Linked DNA regions of Danio rerio: region 1 is linked to region 2. A link is a contact called in public Hi-C data. All regions are on one chromosome and are shown on one strand. The core of a region is the stretch at or near the end of the contact, and the rest is flanking DNA. Distances in the headings are between cores, read along the strand shown. Region 1 holds the start of urb2 (URB2 ribosome biogenesis homolog). Region 2 overlaps galnt2 (UDP-N-acetyl-alpha-D-galactosamine:polypeptide N-acetylgalactosaminyltransferase 2).

Region 1 (4,305 bases), core at 761-3,260, 180 kb after region 2:
GAAATAAAGAAAGGTAAGATAAACAAAAATATAATATATTAAAATGAGAATAAGAGCGCAAAGTGCGGTTTGTGTAACATTTAGTGCAAATAAGACAGAACAGACAAGACAGGACAAAAAAAAAACAGTAACGCCAACCAGTACACAACAGATGTTGTGCAAATTTTGGAGCAGATATAAATACTGCAAATGTAAACATTTGTCATTGAGTTATTTAATTCAAAATTGTATTAATATTGCAATCTATAACGCATAATAAAAAATAATTTTTAGTTACAATAATAAATTATTATATATATTTTTAAATAACAGCCATTCCTTCTTTAGGTGAGAAATCATTAGTTTACAAGTTGAAAATAAATTAAATTTAATCTTGCATAAGCAAAAACAATAACATCATGACAACATATAAACAAATTCAAACTTAATTAGACCCTCATTAAGTGTTTTTAACAGCAACCATGTTCTTGCATTTTAATTATTATTCTAATACAACTGGTTTACTTTGAAGAAAAACCTTTATACTGTGCTTACACCTAGCGCTGATGCAATTACAGCGATTTTTATTGTATGTATATTGATCTGTAGTTACACTGTTGACCCTGCAGCTGCACACACCACTAAACCAGTTTGAGGTAAAGTTGGTTTTATATTCGCACCTTCCTTTAGTGACAACTCGTGACACGCTTCCTACATTGTTTACCACGGTACTTTGAATATTTGGATTAAGATCATTTGAACAATGAAGCTTTTGTTATTAACATATTTATTTTGTTGATTAAGTTTCAAATTTATAAGTGTAAATTTTCCCAAAAAAAATTTACTTTGTTTTAAATGAACAGAAAATTACTTTTGTACTATTTAGCAAAGTGCTAATAGACAGGCCATTAAACTGTACATCTGTGCCTTTCAAAATGTTTGATTGGTGTAAAGGTCCTGCTTGTTTGCAATTGTAAGAATTTTTGTTAATTATTTATACTCTTTCCTTTTTTTGTGCTGTTATTATTTACCACCTATCACCCAAGCTTTATTTTGTTTACTATATCATGTGTGTTGTTAACAGCATAAATAAAAATAATAATTAAAAAAACGTTGAATATTCGGGCTGAAATGACATGCAAAACTTCAAAACAACATTAGCATTGTTTAATTAACTGTCAACAGTGTTGTACTTTGAGAGTCATTGACTCCTAACATGATTTCCTTATTCAGTATTTGCAAAGAATTTTCTAAAAAATATATTATTAGGGGAAAGTCTGAATGTGTGAATAAAAAAACAACTTTATCTAAACCTGTCCCCAACAAAGCAGCAAAATCATTTTACACCAAACTATTGTATTTTTGAATGCGAGTACACATTGTAAAGTGGAGACAGTTATTGGTGAAATTACATGGCAAACATTGAGCAAATCTGAAATAAAAGAGAAACTGATGACTGGCTTTTATCATTTTATCGATTTAAGTAAGCTTTTCCACGTCACAAGTCACACAAACATCATACGAAAGTAAACTCTTTAAATAATCTTAAACACAACAGAAGATAAATGTCTGGCAGCCCCTAGCGAATCACACAGCGAAATAATCACAGAGAGCCTGTTAGATTTTAGTGAATAAAATAGAACGTACCGCACAACAGCAGTTACTATAGTGAGCAATCTTTTAACGTTAAGTAATACGGAAAACTTTCAAAATACTCACAATCTCATGACACACGTGTTACCGCTGTGGGGACCTCTGAACTCTCCACTTTCACACAAGACAGTAATAATCGAAAAGGAGCATCAACGCTTGTGTGTAAAACTGGTTCGCTCATTTTAGAGAAACTTTTGAAGATGTATGATTTGTTTCGGTCAGAAGTTATTTGTAATGTATAAACTGTTGGCTTGCTAAACTGTTGAAATAAATTGTGACCAAAGTAGTTTGACATTTACAGAAAGTTTAACATAATAACATTATATCTAAACACTGGTGGACACATTTAGAGGAATGTAAGATACCCTAAATTATAAACAGATGTGATATAAATCGTTCTGGAGCTCTATTACCCTTCATTAAACTGTTTGATTTATCATGTCTGAGAAGGGTTTCGTCAGAGACCATAGATCTGAAAAGATAGATCACGCCTTAGCTGTGGTTGCGTGTCCGCCATGTTGGAAAGGTCAAAACTACAAACTGTGGTGCAACAGGCAGAGCAGGTTTCAAAATGCAAAAATCAAAAAGTTGCTGAACTGTTAATGTAGTTAAAGTAGAAGTTAAATACGTGTAAAAAAAATAAAGTATTAGTAGCCTTTAAAATGCAAATGTAATTGAAATTAAGCCTACAAAAAAGTTTTTTTTTAAATGTCATTGTCTAAACATTGCAAAAGAACAGGATCACTCAAAAGTGAGACCTCATCAATTTCTCCCCTTGTGTGGTGTGTATATATATATATATATATATATATATATATATATATATATATATATATATATATATATATATATATATATATATATATATATATATATATGCTATATTTATATCTAAGGTGACACGGTGGCTCAGGGGTAAGTGCTGTCGCCTCACAGCAAGATGGTCGCTGGTTTGAGCCCCGGCTGGGTCAGTTGGCATTTCTTTGTGGAGTTTGCATGTTCTCTCTGTGTTCTTGTGGGTTTCCTTTTGGTGCTGTGGTTTCCCCCACAGTCCAAAAGCATGTGATGTAGGTTACTTGAATAAACTATATTGGCTGTAGTGCATTTGAGAGTGTATGGGTGTTTCCCAGTACTGGGTTGAAGCTCGAAGGGCATCCACAGTGTAAACGTGTGCTAAATAAGTTGAGTTAAATGAATGAATTTATATCTAAATAAGATATTTTGAAGGTAAAGTGGTTGCTGAGATCCATTGACTTAAACTTTCTCTTTGTCTCTCTTTCTCTCTCTCTCTCATTCAAACTCATACAAAATACAGTAAATCCAGAGAAACACAATTTAAAGATGTCTCTCATTTTTTATTTACTTCTGTAAACTAAATGAGAATTAATCCAAATTTAACATTTAGGGTTTTTAATCATTTAGTTTATTTACAGTTTTTTACTGACGCTAGGACACATTTCTCAATACTAGGTCACTTTAGCAAAACTCTTCACACAGTGAGCACAACAGAAGTCTGTGTGGACAAAACATCTCTGAAATTTCATGAATTCTATTCTCACTCAGACACAACAACTGACAAAAATCTTTGTACGTACAAGACATTTTGTATGTGCTTACTACTGTTTTCAAAACTGTTAAACTTATGTTCTAAACAATAACATAATGCAAAACCGAGTAAGACAGCAAAATTCACCAGCAATATTTTATTAAAACATATTTCAAATCTAAAAATTCAGTTTATCCAGCCAGATTAGCATTACTATTGTATCTGTATCAGTGGATGGTGTGTGTACAAATTCTTGTATTTTGGAATTACTTAAACAAATAAAAATAAATAAACGACATAAAATATTGACGAATTCTGCGTAATGTCTGATTAATTCCAGTAACATATATTGTAGTTATAAACAATATATATTGCAATTATAAATGTTTTACACAAGAAAACACTGTGTAATGCTACATATGTTGTGTCATTGTTTTTGGGTAACAAAGTGTGTTTGTTGGCTGTCAACCTTTGCTAGTGTTCTATCTAGAATAATGATTTTATTTGAGACCTGAATGAAGTATTTTGGTAGTAGTGGTGCATTTTGAATGTGAAATGAACTGCTTTGCCAAGCTGAAAGTCGGTTAGGAGAATTGTGTAAAGAGTTTTGCAAAAGTGACCAAAGTATTGAGAAAGTCCTGGTAAGTATTGAGTGTCATAGCGTCTGAAAAAAAAACGTAACGCATAAAATAACACCTTGTTTTCATACTTTTAAAACTAATAGAAACAATTGATAATTTTTGCCCAACTATTACTTTAGATGACAAAACTGCTCAAACTTACAATATTCCTGAAATGGGTGTTATTTAGCGCTAACGCTTCTTGTTGACCTTTCCAAGATGGCGGCGCTTTTGACCAGTCGACTGCGCCATCTATGCTACGATCTATGATTGAGATCTTCCATTGGTGTAGTAACGCTTCGCCTCCTCGAACCTCAAGGAAATCACCGGGGTCACCTTTTATTCTTGTTTTCATTAAAACACTTCAAACGCCACTTTTCTACAGCTGGACAGTCATTGACGTTGTTTGGATTAAAGACCGACAGATGTCGCGCAGCAGGTTTTTGTGACAGGGCGCTGCCGGTGAAATCGCTGGGCGTGTGTAAAGATAACGCAAAACAAGGGCTG
Region 2 (4,152 bases), core at 1,376-3,875:
ATGGTCTAAAAAAGAGAAAATATCAAGTGAGCGGCAGTTTTGTGGGAGCAAATGCCTTGATAATGTCAGGGGACAGAGGAGAATGGCCAGACTGGTTCGAGCTGATAGAAAGGCAACAGTAACTCGAATAACCACTTGTTACAACCGAGGTATGCAGAAGAGCATCTCTGAATGCACAACACATCCAACCTTGAGGCGAATGGGCTACGGCAGCAGAAGACCACACCGGGTGCCACTACTGTCAGCTAAGATCCACAAACTGAGCCTACAATTGGCTAAAATTGGACAATAGAAGATTGAAAAAACGTTGCCTGGTCTGATGAGTCTCGATTTGTGCTGCAACATTAGGATGGTAGGGTCAGAATTTGGCATCAACAACATGTAAGCATGGATCTATCCTCCCTTCACTTTGCTGGTGGTGGTGTAATGGTGTGCAGGATATTTTTATTTTCTTGGCACACTTGGTACCGATTGAGCATCGTGTCAACACCACAGCCTACTGAGTATTGTTGCTGGCTATGTCCATTCCTTTATGACCACAGTGTACCAATCTACTGATGGCTACTTCCAGCAGGATAGCATGCCATGTTATAAAGCATGTATCATCTAAGACTAGTTTCTTGAACATGACAATGAGTTCACTTTACTCAAATGGCTTCCACAGTCATTAGATCTCAACCCAATAGAGCAAAGTTGGGATGTGGTGGAACAGGAGACTGGCATCATGATGCCAAGCCGACAAATCTGCAGCAACTGCGTGATGCTATCATGTCAATATGGATCAAAATCTTTGAGAAATATTTCTACTACCTTGTTAAATCTATGCCATTAAGGATTAAGGCAGTTCTTAAGGCAAAAGGGGTCCAACACAGTACTAGTAAGGTGTACATAATAAAGTGGCTGGTGAGTGTATTTAGGGTGCTTAGGGTCATGAAAGGTGGTCAAAGAATGATCGATCACATTCAGGGCATTTACGTGTATACAGTTAAAGTCAGAATTATTAGCTCACCCTGTAGATTTTTTCCCCAAATTTCTGTTTAATAAAAGATTTTTTTTCAAACACATTTGTAAACATGATGATTTTAATAACTAATTTATAATAACTGATTTATTTTTTCTTTGTTGACAATATATATATATATATTAGTAGATATCTTTTCAAGATTCAGCTTAAAGTGTAATTTTAGGGCTTAACTGAGTTAATTAGGCAAGCCATTATATAATTGTGCTCTGCTCTGTAAACAATGGGGAAAAAAAATGTTGTTTAAGTGGTCTAACAGTATTGACCTTAAAACATTAAAACCTGCTTTTATTCTAGCTGAAATAAAAATACTTTCCTCAGAAGAAAAAATAAATTATAGGAAATACTGTAAAAAAAAATCCTTGCTCTGTTAAACACCATTTGGAAAATATTTAAAAAAGAAAAGAAAAAATAGAACAGGAAGGCTAATGATGTTGACTTCAACTTTATATACTTACACTTACAAAGGATGCATTAAAATGTTGTAATGGCAAACAGTAAACAAAACATTAAAGTTCAAATGTTACAAATAAGTTCCAATATTGATGTTTTATTGACTAATAATATTAACATCATGATTTATGGTAAAATAAAGCAAAAGACTAAAAATTTATTGATGGTAGCATTTTTACTTAGTATTTCTATCACTGTTTTATAAGGGTTATAATAATAATAACTCTAATTAAACAGAGCTTAAAATGTGTATTTTGATGACTGCAGAACTAACTTAATTCACTAGACCAGTCACTATTTTTATTTTTTTAAAAAGAGAGATTATAACTAAAAAATAATAATATATTTTTATGTCTAAGGAAATTTAGCAAATAATTGAGTTAAAAAGACACTTTACTGTATAAAATGACGCATTCTGTATAATGCACAAGTAACCAGTTTAGATATGTCAAATTGTACTTCAGACTTGCCAACACAAAATAGATTTCCACACCGAAAATTCGCCCATTACTGCATTTGAGTGATTTGTGTGAACTCTGTCAAACTTTTGGTCTTCTGCAAAACTTCTCAGACACACACGCATGCAAAATGCAGCATTATTCCAGACTGAAGGATAATTTCTGGAGCTCTTGTAAACTTTTCCACAAGCGGCCCAGCTGAGAAAAGTGCTGTGTTTGTGGAATGAGTCAGGACTTTCTTTCAGAATCCATCACGCCACAGACATGATGACAAAACCTGAAAAACTCCACTCCACAGGGTCTTACACTGCACTTTTCTATTCAAGTAGCACTGCTAATAATATAAAAAAAGCAATAGTTCTGCTGTGGTGACCTAAATTGGCCCTTGGATGGGCACATTATGTTTTGGCTGAGTAAGCCACTATCTCTCACAGTCTAATGATAGAAGTAGCATGAGCTCATATTCACCATTCATATACAGCGGCGCCACAAAGTACTTGGACACTTAAGCCACAGTTACAGAGACACAAATTCATGAGTTTCACTGCTTTAAATTGAATTAAAAGAAAACATGTGGTCTTTGTAAACAATTAAAGTCTGACCGCTTTCAAACTTCTCAGTTCTAAAATGATTTTAGTGGACATTTAAAGTCAGACTGCCTTCAAGGCTTTTTAAACAAGTGCTGCTTTCAAGTCTATTGTGCATTCAAGTTACTTTGGTACAAATAAAAATGGATACATTAGGCAATTTGGCAACACTTTCTGTGAAGAAAACGGCATTCTACATTTTTGTATATATAGTTAAACTACCTATAAAAAGCTTTCCAATCCAATAAAGAATCTAATAAGCATTTCACCTTTAAAAATCTCCATAACGTTCCTTCTTTAAGCATTTTTCTGCACAATGTCTGAAATGTGCGCAGCCTTTTAGTGCTGAGAACAGCAAGTTTGGAAAGCCAGCCCTGGCTCTTTGTGGTTGAATGATTTGATAAGATGAATCAAAGAGAAACGAAAACATACTAGCACAGTGGATAATTTTGTCATTAACACTGAAAACTGCTAAAAGGCGACTCTCTTATATTTGATAATATTAGATAAGAATAAAGACATTAATCGAATCTGAATATAGGTTGTTTGCAATCACGTGGTTCTGGGGACGTGCGAAATTCAGATGGAAGGGCAGGAAGTAAAAACTGAATGAGAAATAAAGGAAAGTCTGTATTTTTGCACTTTATACTATACTTCAAAGGAGATATGAATAGAAAATAAGCACATATGTTGGGCATGAACCGTATATTATGAGAAGGACTAAGTTTTCCACTGAGCTAAAATATATTTGCCTGCCATCGAGGCAGTAGATGGCTATGATGGTAAGTACTGTAGTGTTTTAAAGCATACTTGAATTAAACTGTCAGAGTAATTTTATACTTATGGTACAATACAACTGAAGTATATTACCCAATAGGCTACATTTATATAATTATACATCATCACAATGCTCAGTTTACACCAATGTTACAGTATTTATCATACAGTTTACTAGTATTCTGTAGCATTCATTAACAAAGAGCTGTACCATTATTATTACATTATACACTTTACTATAGAGTGGTTCAAAAACATATAAATTATCATCTTCCAGACATATACATGAAAAAACAGATGAAATAATTCAAAAGCATGGATGCATAGTCAACATTATTATCATTGTCATCATTATTATATACATTTTTAGTGGATGGTAAACGGTGCTCGACATTAATAACTATCTAGTTTACTCAAAAGAGTTGCACTTCTTTTTTGTTTAGTCTATGAACTTACCATCAAACATTCACATACACATCTAGATGTTAACATTATGGTTATTTATTATACCGGAACGCCAGTAAAGACTTGGATTACATTATGTTCTACTGGATTTTGTACAAGTGTGGTGGTGGTTGTATATGATTTTTATTTAACACATTAACACAATACATATAGCTAGGCCTTTATATAATGATTATTAGTCGTGAATTATCGCGTAAAAAACAGTTTGTACACATGGATGTACTGAATAAATGTTTATTACAAGCTGTATTTTCTTCCATTTTTTAAACCATTTCTTGAACTTTCCCCCCTTTGTAAGCAAAAACTTTTGAAAGTCTATAAAAGCTGTTTGACGTTTCTTATTTTGGTTGATTTAAACAATTATAAACACCACAAAAAAAGGCTTATGTTT

The links. Hi-C and Micro-C count contacts between places; a contact is called where the count stands out from the background.
Region 1: a contact with region 2 is called in a Hi-C map of skeletal muscle, with 2.7 times the contacts expected there. The contact joins the promoter of urb2 here to the enhancer-like site in region 2. A contact is called at or near these places in 4 of 18 Hi-C or Micro-C datasets (caudal fin, hematopoietic stem cells, skeletal muscle and 1 more) and 2 of 4 datasets of contacts at active chromatin or transcription factors (caudal fin and embryo).

Annotation. Positions count from the first base shown.
Region 1 is chr13:27,445,095-27,449,399 of GRCz12tu, forward strand. urb2 (URB2 ribosome biogenesis homolog) reads right to left here and starts at 2,011. Exons shown (of 10, transcript NM_001123301.2): 1 at 1,699-2,011. It overlaps abcb10 (ATP-binding cassette, sub-family B (MDR/TAP), member 10), which reads left to right and starts at 4,081. Exons shown (of 14, transcript XM_073920892.1): 1 at 4,081-4,305.
Region 2 is chr13:27,264,881-27,269,032 of GRCz12tu, forward strand. The region is part of intron 10 of galnt2 (UDP-N-acetyl-alpha-D-galactosamine:polypeptide N-acetylgalactosaminyltransferase 2); the gene reads right to left. Among named protein-coding and RNA genes, the nearest start is that of pgbd5, 57 kb to the left of the region's middle. Within about 2 kb of position 2,626, at least 2 of the 62 cell types and tissues checked have an H3K27ac peak or open chromatin away from gene starts, as enhancers often do. A contact at or near this core is called in skeletal muscle, where this site is marked.